2 separate regions of the Xenopus laevis genome follow, and region 1 is linked to region 2. Evidence: chromatin contacts called from public Hi-C data. All regions are on one chromosome and are shown on one strand. The core of a region is the stretch at or near the end of the contact, and the rest is flanking DNA. Distances in the headings are between cores, read along the strand shown.

The links. A called contact is a pair of places that touch in the nucleus more often than the background predicts.
Region 1: a contact with region 2 is called in a Hi-C map of the XTC cell line, with 3 times the contacts expected there. The contact joins the promoter of grik4.L here to the enhancer-like site in region 2. A contact is called at or near these places in 2 of 4 Hi-C or Micro-C datasets (the XL177 cell line and the XTC cell line).

Annotation. Positions count from the first base shown.
Region 1 is chr7L:80,461,688-80,465,734 of Xenopus_laevis_v10.1, reverse strand. It overlaps grik4.L (glutamate receptor ionotropic, kainate 4), which reads left to right and starts at 1,722. Exons shown (of 20, transcript XM_041569223.1): 1 at 1,722-2,256.
Region 2 is chr7L:80,159,126-80,162,922 of Xenopus_laevis_v10.1, reverse strand. All of the region lies in intron 12 of grik4.L (glutamate receptor ionotropic, kainate 4), which reads left to right. Among protein-coding and RNA genes, the nearest start is that of tlcd5.L, 65 kb to the right of the region's middle. Within about 2 kb of position 2,317, at least 1 of the 7 cell types and tissues checked has an H3K27ac peak or open chromatin away from gene starts, as enhancers often do.

The DNA of each region.
Region 1 (4,047 bases), core at 473-2,972, 300 kb before region 2:
AATTTGCACCCTAATTGTTTTTCACTGAAAAGCATTGAAGTTGCACCTGGAATTCTTTGAAGCAGGGGGCATGGGGGGGGGGTCAGATAGGTGGGGCTTGGACTGAAAGGGCCTTATACATTAGGATCCTTTCAGTTATGGGTTGGTGTCTCTAAAGACAGCATCTGGCCATGGGTTAGATCAACTCCCAGTGGGTCTGCATAACCTCCAATAGTGATCTGATTGTTGGATGCCAAATAATCAGATCAGCCCAATCTGGCTCACTACCTTACCAGTTGGCTAATTGAACTGTTTGTATCCTGAATGTTTGGGTGGCTGACCCTCTGGGGTTGACCTAGGAGGTCTTTTCTTTAGCCTAGACATTACAATTCTTGCCCCCTGTCCCTGTTTTTTTCCCGAGATATATTGACTAAGACTACAATTAACCTGTTTTTTGCACAGGTGTTCCAGGCTTCATATTAGTGGAACAGGCAAGTACGGACCATGCGCTCTTGTGTCTGTCATTGCTATGGACAGAGTGAATTATGTGTTATAAATTTGAACATGATTTCCCCTCTCCCCGGGCTCTGTCCTATCATAGTGCAGTTTAATGCCAGAGGATGAGATCATGGACTGAGAGTGAGAGGCAAACTGTAGAAAAGAGAAGGTATAGAATCAGCAATGGCAGTACCACTGCTGTACAACCAATATATTATTAAGTTTAATTGGGGTGAGGGTCACTGTTCCTTGCTATCAGACACTGTACCCTTTAATGCAAATGTGAAAGTAAGAAACTCTGTATACATTGTAATTAGGAATTGGGATAAGGAACTGAAATGTCCACTTTGCCCAGCATGACCGTGTACTAGAGTTGTTGTATAGCACCGGGGGGTTCTGGAGGAACGTCATTTCGTTTCTACTATGTACTTTATTTACTGTATATGGCTGAAATGACAATAAAATCCAATTGACTTGACTTGAATTAATACAGTAGAATGTGCCACAAAACAGACACAGTGCCTGCAAGCAATGTTTCAAACATAGACTAGATGCTTCAAGTCTTGATACAGAAGTGGGATACTAAGAGCACCAGGACTTACGCAGAGAACTTAATCTATGGGCTAACTCATGCCTTTCTGTGCATAGAAAAACACTGCTTGTTTCCTGTCCAGTGTGAATCCTCTAGCTGTAGTTGAACTTCATTTCTTAGCATTCTCTGGCAGACTAAAATCTGCCAGACTGTAGCAGGAGATGTGTTGTACAGTTTTTCTAAATATAAATACTTGGCTGTTCCCTCCCCAAACTACCACCACCCGCAGTCACTACATTTTCCCCAATCTGGTTTTCAAACATCTAGAAGCCCATAGTTTAGACACCAGCTCTCAGGATTGGGAGGCTTTTTCATATTAAGTGAAATATTGAATAAACATATGAAAGTGCAGTAACATATGAGTGCATTCTTGTAGGGACTATTTATCATTCCTGCCATTGGTACTTTCAATAGAATCTGCTCTTAACCCCAGCAGAAGAGGAAAGAGAGGATCACAAATCATTTCTTTTCAACTGCAGAGAAAGTATACATCAAACTCAAGGGACAGAGCTGTTCTACTTTCTTTAGACTTTTACTTCTTGTTTGTTTCTTTTTCCTTACATCTCCTGCTTTGTGTGCTCCCTCCCAACTCATTCATTCTCCACTAAAATTTGCATTCTGTTCCTCCTGTCAATCAGTGCACCTCCCTCCCTGGCTCATTTTCTCTCTACTTATCATTGTCTCTCCGTTTCTTTCCAGCTCTATTCTTTTCCTGAACACATTTCCTTAATCTCTCATTTATTGTCTCTCTTTTTCTTCCCTCTTTCTTATTTCCATCACTCTCTGGCTAGTCTTTACCCCTCCTTCTATCCCTCCTATATACTCCCTCCTTTTCCCATGCCTCTGTCTTCTCCATAGCCCCCCTTTTCTCTATCACTCCCTCCCTTCCTCTCTATCCTTCTCTACACGGCTACCTATTCCCTCAGCCTCTGTCTCTCGCCCTCTGCCTCTTTTGTGCTGGATCCTGGATATTTCTAAAGCAAGACAGTGACTGCCTTATTCTTAGTATCTCCTTTCTGCATCACCCCCAGATGTGCTTTGTGCTGCATTTGGGAGGCAGTGTCTGGGACATGACACCAGCAGCAGAATGAAGCATGGAAGAGAAAGAAAGGGAAGGCATGGACTGTGCCCCTTTCTCCGACATCACCGCCTTCTATAGATGTTTGCAGAAGAGACACTAAAAACAGGTGGGAACACGTATAAGTCGAAGGGAAGCATTGCAATGAGGTTTGTCTATATATTTTGTAAGAATGTCTATTGGGATAATTGAGGGTCCTTTATAGGATATATTTGGGCTGGGGAGTAATGTTTTACTGCATCTCCACATTAAATCTTTGTTCATTTAATGTACCTGTCAAAAGTTATTTCATAGGTTGCAGTTTCTGGTGCCACCAAGGCATCCCCCCTCCAGACTGTAATCAATTTGCAATAAGTGACTTTGTAAGGTTGTGAGCATACCAGTACAGTCATTTTAACCATTTGCCTCTACAGGAATCCTAGTCAGGCAGGTGAAAACGATATCATGGCGCTAAATTACAACTCCCATTATCCTTAGCTAGCCAGCTACTTTCCAATGTTGCAAGGGAGCAACAGCTGGAGAGCTGCGGGCTTTGCTTTCCTGGACTAATGAATAGTAAATGTTGGTGCTTGTGGAATAATGCACCCATTTGATATCTGGAGAGAGAGGGAGAGAGTGGAAGAATCAGGCAGTGCAGTCTCGTAGATCCTCTGGTGACAGAAAAGTCTTTAATGCATTAGAGCAGATCAATGTTTCTGATTAGTATGGGGGCTGCTAGATTATAAAATACATACTTTTAATTATTGGAAATGTACAATACCTTGCTCTGTGACAGCCATCTTTATTTCGCCCCCTGTTTCAAATAAATTAAAGAGAAGGATTGGTCTCATTATAGTAAATGTATCTTGCAAGGGTATCTGGCAAGTCTTGAAAAAGTTGCCTACAATAAGGCATTAAGCAGTTCCTCCCCTTTACATTGCATGTGTGTGTGTGTGAATGAGAAGGGACATTGCTGGCTTTTTAGCTGAGATCTTGGTAATCATGATGCAACTCCCTGCTCTTCAGGCAATTACTGTGTATTTGAAAGGTGGGGGTTAAGGGGAAGCAGGGGTATAGTGCAATGAATGACTGCTGCTCTGCTGGAAAATGACAGGCAGGTGAGTATAGGGGGCTGACTTGGGACTGCACTGCTGCAGATGCATATTATTTTGGGACTGGTTTGTTCTGCTGTAATTAAAATTCAGCCCCCTGCTCTGTTTCCATATGGGATGTATGAGGCTGAATTACCAATGAGGTGGCATGCAAGCTCTGAGTAATAGGCAACTAGTTCTAGTCCATGGATTTACTACCTTGCAGATGAACAACATTTCTTCTAGGCTGGAAATAAAGGTCACAGGTCTGCAGTTTTAAAGGCTAAATAGAAAGAGCAGACAATGTGGGCTAAGTGGATTCCCTCTCCTTTTTTATTGATGATTTTTGTGCGTGTACAAATTTAAAGTGAATCTCGGCATCACAGGCCATATATATATATATATATATATATATATATATATATATAATTAGTTAACAGTTAATAACTGCTAACATGTATAAATCTATCAAACAATGAAATAGGATCAGTCCTTGTTTATAAGTTATCCTGTGCAAAACACTCGATTCCTCTATATCTATATTTTATATAAGTTTGAGCCTTCTACCTGGCTAAGGAATGGATTCTCTTGTTAGTTTTGTTCATTAGCCCAATACACTTTTTTGTCTTGAAAGAAATGGAAGTTTCCTTTCAAGATTCATTTACAATATAATTGGTATGAGACAAACAGAAATTTTCTTTCATTTGTCATTTAACATTTTTTTTTTTGTCTACCGTCCATGCTTTTTCTTGGCACATGTAACGTTAGATTGTGACCCTATGACCTTGAGAACTTTACTAGAAAATCCATGTGACCAAAATGCCAGAGTA
Region 2 (3,797 bases), core at 1,068-3,567:
AAAATATCAAGATATTTCACACTTTTAGAAAAAATTTAAGATAAGAAAATGCACTTTAATACCAACAGTTGTCAAGTAATTGAATATATTAACCTATTTATGGATAATCTCCATCTACTCTATTATTCCTTTTTGAACTTGTGGTTTTATACAGCTACAGCACATTTTTTTCATATTGCCCCCCTTTATCACTACTTTTTTTCTTATAGTCGGCTTAAATAGACAGTATACCCCTTGCTCAATATGAGAGCTTGTGCTGAACATACTTTTTGCTTATAGTTATAATCACAAAACAAAGTAGACAGGGTATTTGAAACTACTCTGTTTGATAATGGAAAGATACTAAAACATTTGCAAAAAGTTTTTTGGTAATTAACACAATAGGCAAAATGTATGTTTGGCACACACTCTGTTAATTAAACTCATAAAAAATGGGGGTATATCTTAACAAATGTTTATTTATTCAGTTAAAGGTCACCCTTTTTTATAATGCTAAATTTCCTGGAGGCATTCGATCAAGGGAGCACTGTATAAAAAATATTCAATGTGAAATTTTTTTTTTATTTTATTTCCTATCTTACAAAAGTGCTTTTGTAATGTGCTTTAGAGGACTGTGTGCGACATTACATTGAATTCAAATTGTGAAACACTGTTATATATATATGTTTTTTTTCACGGATATATTTAAGAAATTAAAAATATATAACTGCAGACAATGCTAAAAATAAAATAAAGGAGCTTAGACATTTGAGAACCTTAAAATGAGTAGGCAGTAGACTGAAGCATAATGATAAAAGTCACCAGCACACTGGCTGTACATTAATGGGCTTCAGGGCTGCAAATAGAGATATCATGATTGACTCTGTCTACGGTCTGATTCAACAGAGAATTGTATTAAGATCTGGGTCTTGCATCTGTGGAATATATTAATATACAGAACATATTTCCAGGGAAGGTTACTAAGATGTTGCTTGCATAAAAACATACAGAGATCAAAATTGATATCTATACACTTGGAGGAAAGACATACAAGTAAGATATCTCCAAATGTCAATGTATAAAAGGGATCAGCAAGGTCAGAATATTATATTTCAGAGGAAGAGAGGCACTGGAACAGGTATCTTGAAAGTGGGAAGCTCAGGTGTAATGGTAAGAATTGAAAAGTTAGTGTATACTGACATACTGGTGGTTGATTAAAGCAACAAAAAAGGATTCATATCTTCTGTTATTACAAAGTTTGGGTTGTCAAGTGTAGTGGTCCAATTTTGCCCAAGGTTTATTTTCCAGGGGCTAAACAACAAAGTTGCTAGGGCTACATAGGTTATAGCAAAATGTATCAAAATGGCAATACTTTGGGATTTATGTAATTAAAGGTGCAAAGTTTGCTTCAGGTCTAATCATCTATAGAAACCAACATTTACTGGCTAGGTATTTAAAAGCCAATATCTTATTGATTGCTATGGATTACTAGACCTGGGCAAACTTTGTGCTTTTTATCACATTTAACTTTACCTTTTGTTGTACCTGAACATTAGTATAAATAGAGACCCAGGGACTTCTGTGGAGCTTGATCTTGTGGATGGCCACTTTTTAACTGGGCTCTGTAAGTTGAGTTAGGAACAAATGCAACAGAAGCCCCCATGGCACACTCTGCCTGCAAGTTATATAGGCCAGTTTCTTTGACATTGGTGGTAGCAAAGCTTTTGGAGTTTGTAATAAGGGATACTGGATTGTATTTTAAATACTATACTATACAATACTTTGAGTTTGTCATCATTGTTTTATGTGCAATAGATCTTGCTAGACTTATTGAATTGCCTTCTCTGAGGAGGTTAGCAGAAACCATGACACTGGGGTGGCAGTGGATGTGATCTACTATTTGTTCCTGGTTAGAGAATTTAAATTACTGTGTTACTCTCTTACTTACTAATGATACTAAATTGTTAAAATAATTGTGCAAATTAATTATTTCCATGTAGACATGAAAGGTTGGGCAGCAGTCAAACATAAATCAGAACACAGGCCTAAGGTCAGGACAGGCAAAAATCAGTTAACAGGTGGAGGTCAAAACACGGAGATCAGATACCAGAGGGAACAGGGATAGGAACTGGGTTACCAGATCAGGAACAGTATCACAACTCAGGAACAAGATCAACACGACGCAAGGCTGGGATAAGGCAGGTTGGCCAGTGATCCAGCAAGCAGGAGTCAGGCTTAAATAGCCATTTAATGAGTAATTGCCTGTAGCTGGATAGGGGGTGTGTGTCAGGGAAGATTGACACAGAGGCAGCAAAACAAAAGGCACTTTGTCAGAGTAAGTAAGAGTAAGGCCACACCACATTGCCTCCTGTGGCTCAAGTGGGAGGAGCAGTGGCAGGAATACAACAGGTACCTGGTTTGAAACCAGGGAGTTCTTGAAACCTTATTCAAACTTGAAACACTCTAGGAAAGTAAAAGGAATGTAGGAGGAAAGCTTGAAGTAGGATTCATGTGGCTTTTCAGGCTTAAAGTTTATCCACGCTGCAACAGGGGTTGTGTATTTAATTCAGACACTGCAAAATAAAATAGAAGAAAATTAGAAAAGTTCAGTAATATTCAGAGAAGACCTTCAATTAGTCATTCTAGGGAACAATAACTAAATGTCATTACACTGCCAAAAAGGAAAGAACTGTGAAGATGCTTGATATGTCTATGCTAGTCTTCTTTGCCACAAAAGAATCCAGAAAAAAAAAATTGAAAATGGCATTGCAAGGTCCTGCTATACTTCCCTTTACTTTTATTACCTATATGGTGAAAGATAATGCACTTTTTAATGTATATTCAAATGGAAATGTGAAATACATACAGGGAATACATACAGTTTAATCATACCCTTTTGGCAGATGCAGTACTTTTAATGCCTGATGGAATTAATAAACACTTAAGTCTTTTTGAACACTGCATTGTGTAGGAGAAAAATGTATACTTATTACTATGATTAGGCAGTGGCACAAAATTAAAAGAAATACCTAATGTTCCAGTCACTGCCTCCCATGACTCTTATTGACTTGAATGGAATATGCACAAAGTGTAGCTGTGAGTGTATTCAATACAATTCAAGCTGCAAATAGTGTCTTCTTATTTGTAATTTGGCTCTTGGATTGATAAATGTCATACCCTACAGGATTGGCGAGTGTATGGACACATTTAAGCTGGTCATAGACGTAAAGATCCAATCGTACGAATCAACGTACGATCGGACTTTCCCATCTCCCGACCCTCCACTAACCATAAAGATCAAAGTCTTACCATTCCGATCAAATAAAGTAGTAAAAGAACAGATCAGCCAATGCACTACCTCTGACAGCAATCGTACGATAGTTATGTCTGACAAAGCTAGTGACACGATTCGTACGATCGGATCATTGCGTCTATGGCCAGCTTTAGGCTGGGGACAGATGAGCTTTATTTCTTCATGAAAGCAAAGAACCGATTAGTTGCTATAGACAACTTCTCTGTAATTTAGCAATTCAGCCCTAATAAATCTTCATGCTAATGCCCTAATACTATGCTATCAATTCAATGAAAAATATATGAACAATAAACTACTCATAATAAATGACTAGTCACAGGAGACAAATTATGATTGGGAGAGAGAGTATGGGCGTGTTCTGACAAATGAAAATATATGATTGAATGTAGTGGAGTCAAGTGCAGTGCAGAAAGTCATGGAGGTGAAATCCAGATTTGCCCAGCGGAATAGTTGCCTGCTGTTCATTTGTATGCCTAGCAGGCTAAGAGCTTTCATTCGGCTCTGG